Linked DNA regions of Mus musculus: region 2 is linked to region 1. A link is a contact called in public Hi-C data. All regions are on one chromosome and are shown on one strand. Each heading gives the region's core, a stretch centred on a gene start, on an enhancer-like site or on the middle of the called end of the contact. The rest is flanking DNA. Distances are from core to core; before and after follow the strand shown.

Region 1 (6,264 bases), core at 364-2,863:
TTCCCCTCTCCTCCCCTCCCCTCTTCCTCTCTTTTCCTCTCTCTTCTTTTCCTGTTCTCTTCCTTCCTCCCTTCTCTTGCCAGGTTTCTTCTCAAACACTCCGGGTCCGTTTCTATCAAGGACGGATCAGTCTCCACAGCAGGGTTCTTTCTCCTTCTGAGTCCATAGAGTGAAACTGAGTGTGTAGGACCTGCTAACACCAGGCTCTGAAGGTGTCAGGTGGGGCAGGGACAGGGGCAGGGGCAGGGACAGAGTCGGGGGTGATGGTAGTGGAGATGATGTGAGGCCCAGGGCGCTCCCCCCACTTGTCCCAACTGGTCCAGCTGCTTTGTACAACCTGGAAGATACGCTCCAAAACCACATCAGTGTCACACAAAGGTCATGATATGAAAAGGTTCCAGAGAAAGGTTTGCCATGTGTGACATTGAATTTCACAGCCCTCCTTGCTCTGCAAGCTGGTTGCTGTAATTCCCAGTGTTGTGAACTGCAGTGAAGCAGAGAGAGGTTCGGCTGTTTACAAATGATCCTGATTGAATGGAACACATCTTGATTCCTTCCCAAGGGTCCAGGAATAATACCAAGAAAAGACTTAGGGATGGCCAAGGCAGAGCCCTCTTCCCTGGAGTGATCCTCTACTCAACCCTGGCTTTTAGAATGCTGGCTTGTGCTTGCAGCAAGGCCTTGGGAAGGAAAGAAAACCGAGTCATTTCCAGTACCGCAAAGATATTTGTCTCAATCCACCAACACCAGCCACATATGAATTGTATAAATCAAGTAGGCATGGGGCTTTAGGCTAGGCTGTGAAAACATTTAAGCATTTAAGAGCTGGTCAGCTCCAAACTGATTCAATCAGAGTGAAAATAAAGACACAGAGTGTGAGCCGTTCTAAAAGAGGCCACAGGCTAACCCTGTGGGGAGCAGTGGACCCACGGCCGGCTCCTAGGTTGCATATGGATTATTGGGAATCTGAATCTTTAATCACTGTGTGACTTATTTGATCACATACCTCTCAAAAACAAAAAAAAAAAACAACAAAAACAACAACAACAAAAACAACCAACCAACCAACCAACTAAAACCCTCAAAACAACTCTGCTTCAGAGACACTGTAAAATAGTATCTTTTATGAATTAAGGGGGACTCAGGCCCTAGATGACTGATTCTTAAATTTAGGCTTTACTCACTTCATGATAACCCGATTAGCACTCAGACAAGAGTAGGGACCAGCAAGAAACTCTCTGTACATTCCTAACGAGGATGGGGATGCAAGAGTTCCTCCATCTGGGCTCATTCACTCGACCCTAGTAATGTGAGAGCAATTCATTTCTGCCTCCCGGGTTCTCTTATGGAAACATATCATTGCTCTTACATGGGAAACGAACCCACTTTCATGGGGCTTAATTTCATTATTTTTTTCTCCCCCTGCCAGTCTGAGGAAGCAGGCACATCAGCTCTTTCAGAACCAATTTTTAGCAGAAATGTTCTCATTAAGATCTCAAAACTCCGAGTCACAAGGGCTCGGGGGAGAGAGTTTCATCTTAGGAGCGGAATCCAGCGCCAGGAGGAAGCAGGTGCGAGCAGGAGGCCAGGGCAGAGGAAGCTCTGTGGGAGGTGGAAGAGTGGCTGGCCAAATCTGTCTCTTTGTTGCAGTTGGTGGCTTGGATCACATGGTGTCACTGTTGTGAGTGTCCTATTTGAATCTTGGCAGTTGTGAACCCATCAAAACCGGGGCAAAATTGCTGGTTACACGACGGTTTTAAGCTCCTTCTGGATGGCCACACCCATATTCACAACTTGCTGTTCTGTGGCATCAAGGTGTTCTGTGCGTCCTGATTACAGAGAAACCCTATAATCTGTCCGTTCTCATCATATTTACGATGATGGTTAAAAAGTAGCTTTGGGTTCGATTGCCTCTCCTCCCACCGACAGCCAAGGGCTCTTTATCAGTATTTGAGTTCCGAGAGACAGTGAGACCGGCTTTGACAAGCGCAGTGTATTGGAAATAACACTTCTAAGGCAGAGCTGTAAACCACCAGCAGCTTCTATTTCTGGATGCTATTGCCAAGTCTTAGTGTTCCCTACTGTGAGGAATGCCAGTCGAACCACAAGCAAGGAGAGGGGCCATATGGATAAATGCCGAAGGACGTGGTGCCCAAGTGAAATATTATATAAGACCTTTCTATATAGCCTCCAGGTGAATGACCCTGAGCAGAGGCGTGTGGAACAGAAAAGCCACCCAAGACAGTCCTGTTAAATTGCTGCTCCACAGAAGCATAAGCAAAAGAGATGGTTGATTTAACCCAGTAAGTTTTAGGGTGGTTTGCTGTCTAGTGAAAGAAAACTGAATCTGACACAGTGAAACCTAAGGGACTTATATCACACACCAACATGACCCCGACAGAGAAAGCACTATATCCCGTGGATAGCTAAAACTCTTTGTCGCTGGGAGCAGAGCTCAGACACACTCCTGGTTCTAGTATGGTCTACAGGATGTCAGGAGCTCCTTTCTTTTTTATTATTTTCTGTACATTGTTCCATCTATTTTTTTTTTTTTAGACAGACTCTCTCCTTGTAGCTTTGGCTGTCCTGGATCTCTCTCTCTCTCTGTAGACCAGGCTGGCCTTGAACTCACAGAGATCCACTTGCCTCTGCCTCCCGAGTGCTGGGATTAAAGCTGTGGCCTGGCATTGTTCCATCTTTTCTTAAAAAAAGAATGTACTTTATTTGCTTGAGTGTGTGTGTGTGTATATGTGTGTGTGTGTATGTGTGTGTGTGTATGGGTGTGTGTGTGTATGGGTGTGTGTGTATGGGTGTGTGTGTATGGGTGTGTGTGTATGGGTGTGTGTGTGTATGGGTGTGTGTATGGGTGTGTGTGTATGGGTGTGTGTGTATGGGTGTGTGTGTGTATGGGTGTGTGTGTATGGGTGTGTGTGTGTATGGGTGTGTGTATGGGTGTGTGTATGGGTGTGTGTGTATGGGTGTGTGTTTGTGCATGCCCCTGAGCCCATCGTGCATACGTAGAGGTCAGAAGACACTGTTTTTGAGGGCCAGTTTTCTTTCCCCCAGACCCTCTTGGTGTTTCTGCTGCCGCGGTTCTTACTCCAGGAGCGCTGGTTTAGATGCTTCCAACCAACTCTCTCCTTTCTGCCTACTGTCTCTCTACAGGAACGCTGGGATTTCTGATGTGTGCTACCGCCTCTGGCTCCTCATCTCCCACCAGGAATCTGATTCTGGTCATCAGGTTTGCATGGCGAGCCTTTTACCCATTGAGCCATATTTCTGGCCCTTCACTATATTTTTAAAACATTCCACAGAATTTGTAAGACATCTAATTTACCTAACAATAGGAGATTGGGCAAATAATTTATGGTAAATTCACTTCACTTCACAAACAAAAAACCACCCTCCCAAAACTCATAATAAAATAAAACCCTTGCAAGAGGTTAAGAGCAGTGGTTGCTATTACAGAAGACCCAGGTCCATCTCTGGCACTCACACGGAGGCTCATAACCATCAGTAACTCCAGTTCCAGGAGGAATCTCGTGCCCTCTTCTGGATTCCAAGGGAACTGCATTCATGTGGTATACATATCCACGAAAGCAAAATACCTATAGATAAAAAGTAATAAAATAAACATAAAGATGTCTATTGGTAGCAAGAGATATTCCCTATATATTATGTAATACTATGAGCCTATTTAAAAACCTTACCTGCCTTTTTTAAGGGCATGTGAGGACTTGCAACGTGGGAGAGTAAAATAGGGAAGCTTTGCATTTTCTTATTTGAGTTTCCTGAGATAAGCAGGATAGCTTTTCCAGCATGATAAGACAGTACAGAAGTGTTACCGCGGATTCAGCACTGACAGGGTGGAGGAAGTCTGTTGTAGTTCCCAGGAGAAGTGGAATCAGGCTGAATTGACTGGACTTAAATGAAAACACCTGTGGTCTCTTCATCCCCCCCCCCCCCTTCTTTTAGACAAGGTCTCATTATTTAGCCCTGGCTAGCCCAGAACTCACTGTGTAGACCAGGCTGTCCTGGACCTCATAAAAATCTGCCTGTGTCAGCCTCCTGAGTGCCGGGATTAAAAGCATGTGCCATCATGTTCAGCCTTCTGGGCACAGAACTCAACCCCTTCAGGTAGGCTACCTGTAATGTGTAACATAATAGGAGGTGATGTCTGGTTTCTTGTAGACTCTTGAGTACAGCAGCAATCAGAACTCTGGTGACCGAGAGGACGCCTTGGGAGACTTTCCTATAGTTATAGCCATTAAGCACACTTTTACTTTAATAAGCCAGGAAATGGGGCTCTGCTCTTGATTACTTAGTTATTTTCCTCGGCAAAAGCAGGGCTCCCAGGGCTGGAAAAATGGCTCAGCAGTTAGGAGCACTTGTTGCTCTTGCAGAGGACAAACCAAACTAAACCAAACCAAACCAACAACAAAGCAAAGCAAACCAAACAGAACACCAGGGCGCTAGTGAGACGGCTCAGTGGGTAAAGGTGCTTGCCTCTATCCTGACGATATGAATTTCGTCTCCGGTACCTTCAGAGTGGAAAGAGAGGACTGACTTTTAAAAGTTGCTCTCTATCCACCATGCATGAACCCCTAACAAACAAACAAATGAATGAATATCAGTGCTGTAGAAAGATGTCCATAGGTACCGAGTGATGTTCCTCATATATACTATGAAATGATGGGATCCTACTTAAAAACTGTATGTATAGAGTAAATAAATTTCCAGGAAAGGCAGTGAGATGACCCGCTTTTCTCTTCTGTTGAAAGTCTTGTTTCAAGCCATGTGTGGTGGCACGTATCTTTAGTGTCAGCACTTGGGAGGCAAAGGCAACAGATCTCTCTGAGTTCAAGGCCAGCCTGGTCTACATAGAGAGTAACAGGATAGCCTGGGCTACATAGTAACCACATCCCTCACTCAAGGAAAACCTTCATTTCCTTAGGGGAACCTCCCCATTCTGTTCTTGTGGTTGGAGACCTCAGACAGTGACCATGGGGCTGACTAACATAGTCCATTCTTCTGGCCTCAGAGGAAAGCGCCACAGATAGGCATATGGGTGAAACCAAGTCAGGAAATTCATTCCTAGGCCTTTTCTGGAGTTTCTGAGCCAGGGTGCACTGGGTATTTGAGTCACAAAGCCAGTAGGTTGTGAGCTGAGAGCTAATGGAGGCATCTTAGAGCAAGCATGTTAGAGAGTAAAGCTAACAGGTGACACTGTGAAGGTGCTTAGAGCAAGCCTGTGGAGAGTGATGTCAACCTGTGCCATCAACACACGTCAGCAGCTGGGGAAGGCGAGCATCTTAGGGTCCTCTTTTGGGGACATGCGTCAGCTGCAGCAGTGTTTACTCTTGGGTCTCTCAGCTGCATGAACTAATAAACTGCCCCCCCCCACTCCTCTCTTTCCATTCTCTCTCAGGGTGGTCTGAGTGGGTTTTCTTTCATAGAAAAAGCTGGAGAAGGTGAAGTTTGTGTAAAGCCTGGAAGGTTGATCAGTCTCCTTCTTTATACGTAGTTTATGCCTCCCACCCCCATCCCCCCTCCCCCTCCCCTCTCCCCTCTCCCACCCCCTCCCCCTCCCCCCTCCCCACCCCATCCCCCCATCCCCACCCCCATCCTCAGTGCTGAGATCACACCTGCACTCATACTTATCTCTGTGACGTCCAGTTTAGCTTTATTGATTTAAAAACTTTTTTTTTTTTTAAATAAACAGGACATGATGGGACATGTCTTTAATCCCAGCACTTGAGAGGCAGGAGCAGGCTGACTCTGAGTTCAAGTCCAGCCTGCTCTACAGAGCGAGTTCCAGGAGATCTGGAGCTACACAGAGAAACCTTGTCTCAAAAAATTACATCTTGATTAATTAGTTGGTTTATGAATTAATTTGTAGTGTGCATGAGAAGAGGACACACTGCATGCCTTGCCCAGAAGTGGAGGTCGGAAGAGAATTTGTGGGAGTCAGTTCTTTCCTTCTATCATGTGGAGCCCAGGGCTAGAACTCAAGCTGTCAGGCTTGGTGTAGGCTCACACTGCGCCCCTTCACCAAGCCCCACTCTGCAGACTGTGAAGTGAACTCACCCGTTATAACTTCTGAGCATCACTGCAGGCTTATGAAGCAGCCAGAGATGAAGCTGGAACAAACGGGCAGAGGCGCAGGGCTGCAAAGATAACTCGGGGGCTCCTTCTTTATGAGGACGTCCCTTGGTTAGATGTGCAGGGAGGAGGGCAGGATGGGAGTTTGAAGAACACTTTGCC
Region 2 (6,352 bases), core at 1,107-3,606, 190 kb after region 1:
GACAGCATGAATTTCCTCTCATATAAACTTGTAAAGAGTAATAAGAGCAAGAGCTCTAAAGGTTGTAAGAGTTGGATAACCTGCTCATCCCTCCCACCAGTCCCTTTAAGTCGAATCACTTAGCAACAGTGTAATGAAGGCCAAGATTTACAAAGCATAGAGTGGGTTTAAAGTCAAAGCTGGCAAGAGCCAAAATACCAATAGTTCTGAAAGGGCAAGGGGGTGGGGCTAGTAAGGGGAACCTAGAGAGCAAACTAAGAGATGAGGGCCACCTGGCAGGAAGGAAAAGAAAGATAAATAAGGTGACTCCTTGGCCACTCCCATGGTGAGGCTGGAGGACAAAGAAAGCCAGTGGAGGCAGTCCTTATGACTAAGCCTTTTTCTTGGTAGAAAACTGAGAAGGCAGAGAAAGGATTATGCCAGGTGAATAGAAGAAACCCCAACATCTATCAGAGACCGCTGAGAGATTAGAGTGGCTATTGTGTGTCTTAGCAAACACTGCAGAAAACAGTGAAGATACTGCCTTTTCTGCCATCTTGTTTATATAATCCTTCAGTGTGTTTATAAGAAAAAAATAAAACAGCCATTATTCCATGTTCTGATCTTACATGGAGGTGGTGGCAGTGTCCTATGCCTCACTCCCAGACCTCTGGGGTCTCCATTCTGGAAGCAACTCTGAAATGCAAAGTTAAACAAGCACTCAAAATGCAATAGATTCTACAAACCACTGAACTACAAGACCAAAGACTGAGTGATAGCCATAATCTTGAGATTTTTGTTGTTTTCTCTATTCTTGAGGCAGGGTCTCCTTATGTAGTCCAAGCTGACCTCAAAATGACAATTCCCCAACTTCAGCCTCTTAAGTTCTAGGAGTATAGGAGTGTGCAATCACAGGATCATGTTATGAATATGGTAAAGTTATCTTTGTTGTGAAAATAATTTTGTGTAATGTATGAATGAATGTGGATAAGCACAGGAAGAGAGAACAGACAACTGATAGCAGTTGATTTGTAAGATTTGTAAGATTCCACGGAATCTTTAATATTGTATTTTGATGATGATAATGTTCATGTGAGAGTTTACTGAATGAAAACCTTTTAGGAGTTTTACAGGAATTACACCAGAGACAAACGCTCAGACACAGTTTATACACAAATGATAGTATTTATTCCAGCTGGCTGGTATTACACTCAGGTATTCAGGACCCAAATGTAGCTCTGAGTATTTAGGGCAAAAGGTTTCTTAAAGGTAAAAACTACATCCTGTTGTCTCACTCTGTGCCTGTTGGGAGAGGTTTTGGGCAAGCAAGCAGTTTAGCAGTAGTTGAGTTAAGCTGGTAGCTGGGAGGGGATGTCTGCACAAGCACGCAATTCAACAGAAGATAAGTTAGCTGCACCATCTTGACCTCAGATCTCTAGAATAGAATTGGGTAATTTCCCACAGACTTCTTTATTAAGGAGCTCAAACTCTACTTAAACCTGAAATGACCCAGTAAAAATCCAAAATGGAAGAACCTCTGCACTGTCTTGCCCCATCACAGGAGACCTTGCAGCACAATGATTTAAGGTTCCGACTCTACTTCTGAGGAGTCTGTGAGATTCAACCACAATATCTGTTCTCTTGATCTCTGTTAGAGCTGTTCAGACTCCTGATTCTCTCAATCATCTCAGAAAAGAGCCAGCATGTAAAAAAGGGAGGTAACACTGTGTCTGGCTTCATAGGAGCCCAAAAACTTTTTTTTTTTTTTTTTTTTGGTTTTTTTTTTTTGGACAGGGTCTCATGCTGTAGTCCAAGCTATTCTTGAACTTAAGGTGATCTCCTGTCTGAGTACTGGGATTACAGTATGTACCACTATACCCAGTCATCTCACAAGCACTTTAGATATGAGTGATTACAGAGCAGCCATCCTTGACAAAGCTTATCTCTCTCATTTCTGAAATAAAGGGCAGAACCTTCAGGGAGGCCTCTCCTCTTAGTTTCTTTGTCAGTATTTTTCAGAAAGTAAGTTATCTGTCCAAGGCAACCTGAAACTGCAATAGAAATTATTCTCTGGGCTAGAGATGCCAAGATTGCCAGAAATTTAATGCAGCACAGCACAGCACAGCGCAGCACAGCACAGCACAGCACAGCACAGCACAGCACAGCACAGCACAGCACAGCACAGCACAGCACTTACTACCCTGCCTATACCTAGACCTCTTGCTTTGGCTGGTCTGCTGGTGACCTGTGAAGCTCTGGACAGGGCAGGGCAGGGCAGGCTTCAGAACTCAGCATGGCTCCCTGGCAGAGGCCAGCGAGTTGCTTGCCAACAGGAAGCCCTGGCTAGCAGGTCTTGAGGAAAGGGAGAGAAGAACTCTGTAACCACAGGAGCCAGGAAATGCTCATTATAGACTCTGTAAAGGGACCCCCGGTGTTTTCTGGGCTAACACAGAGAAGGACTATTTACTTCTCAGCGATGGCTTTCAGAATTGGAGAGCTCAAGCTGAAGCCAGGAACTGGGAACTGGGAACCACCGATCCAGATCATCACGTGATGGAAACACACCTGCGGAGATAAAGAACAGTGTGGCTCCCTAAGCAAGCATTCTTGTGGACGCTGCATTACCAACCAGGCTGGGACAATTTGTCTTTTGCCAACTAAAGACAAATAAATGCAGGTGGGCAGAGCAGGGCAGCTCCTCCAGCAGCCTTGTGATCTGAGAATCATTTGAACCCTACCCCACATGAGTGTTGCCTAGATAAGAGGTACGAGTTCATACTCCATCACCAAGGAGCAAGAAAAATACATGGCTTTAGTTTTCTAAATCAAGTGAAAATCAGGTTGTGGGCCCCACCTGGATCTGACTTGTGTGAGGGGTCACTGGTAAGACTGTGTTAGAATGCAAGAGCTTTGTCTAGTGGTGGAGAAAAGGGTGAGGACTTGAACTACTCAACAAAATCACCAGGATTAAAGTTGTTTCTTTGTTATGTGGCCTAGCTGGAAAACTCAATGTTTATCTTCCCAGTGCCTACTTTGCCTGCACTTTGCCTGCCAAATCCACTGTGAGGAGCCTTGTCTAGTTTGTTTGTTTGTTTGTTTTACCCAAGGTCATGTGTAGTTAGAGACTGTCCTTGAGGCTTTAGCCATGAGCTGAATGCTAAGTTTGGGGTGGGGGATGGACGGTAGAGGAGTTCTGCAGGAGCTTTAAACCCTTCCTGCAGACTTCACAGCAGCATTTCCCACTGTTACTGCTAGCTAATGCTTTCTCATTTTCAAATACAGGGCCATGTAACCATCTTACAGAGTTCTTTCCTGTTGGCCTTTCAACCAGCCTGCTGCCCTCAGACCCTGCAGAGAAGCACATTAGAGACCTGACTGCCAGGCACCAATGGCTTCCCTAGAGCCATGCACAGAAGAGGCGCAAGCCTCCGAGAGGGCATGGCTTTGAATGACCCTCTAGGCTTGTCGAATCTAGAAAGCCAAGGTCCTCTCCTCTGCTCCCCACCTCCAGTCTAACTCCTTTTTGGAGTTTGGACTTTGTCTTTTGACTCCAATAAAAATGAGGAACTAAGACCCTGAACACAAAGTCTTGGGTGACTAAGGAACTAAGGGGCATTGAAGGGGAACAGATAGACACGTTTCTTAAATCTGAAAGGGAAAGAAGCCTCATGTGATTATTACTCTGTTACTAGAGAATCACCCCTTTAGATGAGACATAGCTGGGATCCTGTATTAGATGCCCCATTGGGAGAGGGGCAGGTAGGGGTGGCGCCCTATTCACCTGATACTTCATAATGTGGCAGGAAGGGAAAGAGGGTGCTTAGCTTGCTCATACTCACTTCGACCCATTGGTCTAGTGGTTAGCTACTGAGTGAGGCCTATCAGGGAGCCTTCCCTCTCTGGGTGGAAAATATAAGTTCTCCTCCCACCCCACCTCTATTTACCCATCCCTTCCCCCATAGGCCTGGAAGTATGTAGCACAGACTGACCTTGAACTTTTAATACTTCTGATTTGGCTTCTTGCGTGCTGGGTCACCATGCCCAGATTAGCAAGTATGTTTCTTGTGGTTTGTTAGGGCTGGGCTTTGACATCCTAGGCTGGTAGCTTGGCAGAATGATTAAACCTGACATCAACCCCCCCCACCCCCGGGAGTTATTGCTGCTTGTGAGAATCAAAGACTCAAAGGTGAAGTTTAAAGAGGGGGTTAGAGCTCAGGCTCATGGACCTCTCAGGGCATGGAAGACTCCTAAACTCTTTTGGTGCCAGTGGGAACTGGAAACAACATCATTAAACTGATATGGTCAGGGACAAACTTTGAGACCGGTTTCCTTGGAACAGTTAAAACTTACTAGGCAGCTTCTTGGGTCCCATGGATTAATAATAAACACCAATTCTTTTTCATTTGCTAAGTATGTGACCTGGGGCATTTGCAGACATTGTGCCTCAGTGTTCTTCATCTCTAAAATGGGGATAATAGGTCTACTTCAATGTGTGTTCTGAAAATTTCTTACTACACATACATAAAGCACTTCCAAGAGCATTGTAGCTAGTGACCGGCTTATAGCACATGTTATGTAAATGTTAACTGCTGTAATTACTGCTTCTGTTTATGGAATTATTCCAGGAGCCTCCAATAAGCCTCTGGAGCTAAAACAAGAGAGAACCATACAATTTGTACTGGCTCTCAGACTGCCAAAGGTTATCCATGAGATAATAAGTACCCGACTTGCTGCTGGAATAGAGGTAGAATATTATTTTCAGGCTCTGACACTTGAGAACACCTAAGTGGTTGAAACTACACCTCCATCCCTGCCCAGTGGCCGTAACCTCCATCATGGGTTTGACTTTTAGGGGCAAACATTTTCTTTAGTACTGCCAGTTCTAAGGAGGTAACCTGGTCTAACAGCTGTACACCTTGGCTTTCACTCACTAGCTGTGTAGTCTTGGAGATCTGACCCTATCTCTGCACCGGTTTCCTCACCTGTGAAAGGGAAGATAATGATGACAATCCTATAGAATGTGCAAGAATAAAATGTATAGAGTGGCTGGGCATGGTGGCACACATCTTTAATCCCTGGGCTCTGGAGGCAGAGGCAGGCAGATTTCTGAGTTCAAGGCCAACCTGGTCTACAGAGTGAGTTCCAGGACAGTCAGGGCTACACACAGAAACCCTGTCCCCAAAACAAAACAAAAAACAAGCAAGCAAACAAAAATGGACAGTGTGTAAGATTAAGCAAAGAAGCTGCTGTCCCTTGAACACCCAGAGACTATTAGCGATAGTGGGTGTGACTAAAGAAGGAATACATTAATAACTTGATATTTATTAACTGTCAGGAGCCATAATGGGATAAGCTAATAACTAGCAGGTGATCATCCTGAAGTGGCCTGCCTGGGATTATTATATAATCTGTGACAGGTGAGCCCTCGTTAAGCAAGGCTGTGAGGGACTCATTTTAGGAAAGATTCCTGCTATTAATATGCTTTTTCTGTTATTATTAAACATATATAACAATCACTAAGTAGGACCACACCCCCTTTGAAGCAGATCTCTGCAGATCCACAAAGATGTACTGTCTTGTAGTGATGCTGTATTGACAAATAGATGACTAAAGTCTTAATGATGATCCTAGAAGAATTCCTAAAATTATATCTGTGATTATTAGGCACTTTTATAGTGGGACTGATATTGGATCCTTTTCTAATAGTCAAAACTGCAATGAGAACACTGTCAGTCTCCCATGGGTTACCAGTTAATTGCCTCTTAGATAGTAACCAGACTTTCTCCTATTCAGAGCACCTTCCAAGAGGTTGTAAAACAATTAACCAAAGGTCATTAAAAGGCAACTAACGATTTATTGTAGGTGCTAGGACAGAAGATAAAATACCAACTGGGTTTATCTATCCAAAACTTCACTAATAGGGCTGGAGAGATGGCTCAGCGGTTAAGAGCACTGACTACTCTTACCAAGGTCTCGAGTTAAAATCCCAGCAACCACATGGTGGCTCACAACCATCTTTAATGAGATCTGACACCCTCTTCTGGTGTGTCTGAAGACAGCTACAGTGTACTTACATGTAATAATAAATAAATCTCTGGGCCGGAGCGAGCAGGGCTGGAGCAAGCAGAGCTGGCTTGAGCAGAGGTCCTGAGTTCAAATCCCAACAACCACATGATGATTCACAACCATCTGTACAGCTACAGTGTACTCAAATATATAAAATAAATAGATATTTTAAAAAACTTCACTAATAACTTAGTTGTGGTTTTAAACCTTCAGTGAACCTGTGGCGCTCAGACAGGTGATGGATGTTTAGCCAGATAATTACTCCTAATGGATATGCATGGAAACATTCTCTGTTGTAAACTTCTAT

What was found. Hi-C and Micro-C count contacts between places; a contact is called where the count stands out from the background.
Region 2: a contact with region 1 is called in a Hi-C map of cerebellar granule neurons, with 2.0 times the contacts expected there. The contact joins two enhancer-like sites. A contact is called at or near these places in 2 of 484 Hi-C or Micro-C datasets (the G1E-ER4 cell line and cerebellar granule neurons) and 2 of 115 datasets of contacts at active chromatin or transcription factors (acute myeloid leukemia and embryonic stem cells).

What each region holds. Positions count from the first base shown.
Region 1 is chr12:77,007,753-77,014,016 of GRCm38.p6, forward strand. The region is part of intron 1 of Gm35041 (a long non-coding RNA gene); the gene reads left to right. Among named protein-coding and RNA genes, the nearest start is that of Gm35041, 38 kb to the left of the region's middle. Within about 2 kb of position 1,614, at least 60 of the 459 cell types and tissues checked have an H3K27ac peak or open chromatin away from gene starts, as enhancers often do. A contact at or near this core is called in the G1E-ER4 cell line and cerebellar granule neurons, where this site is marked.
Region 2 is chr12:77,194,960-77,201,311 of GRCm38.p6, forward strand. No RefSeq gene overlaps it. Among named protein-coding and RNA genes, the nearest start is that of Gm40446, 6.4 kb to the left of the region's middle. Within about 2 kb of position 2,357, at least 82 of the 459 cell types and tissues checked have an H3K27ac peak or open chromatin away from gene starts, as enhancers often do. A contact at or near this core is called in the G1E-ER4 cell line and cerebellar granule neurons, where this site is marked.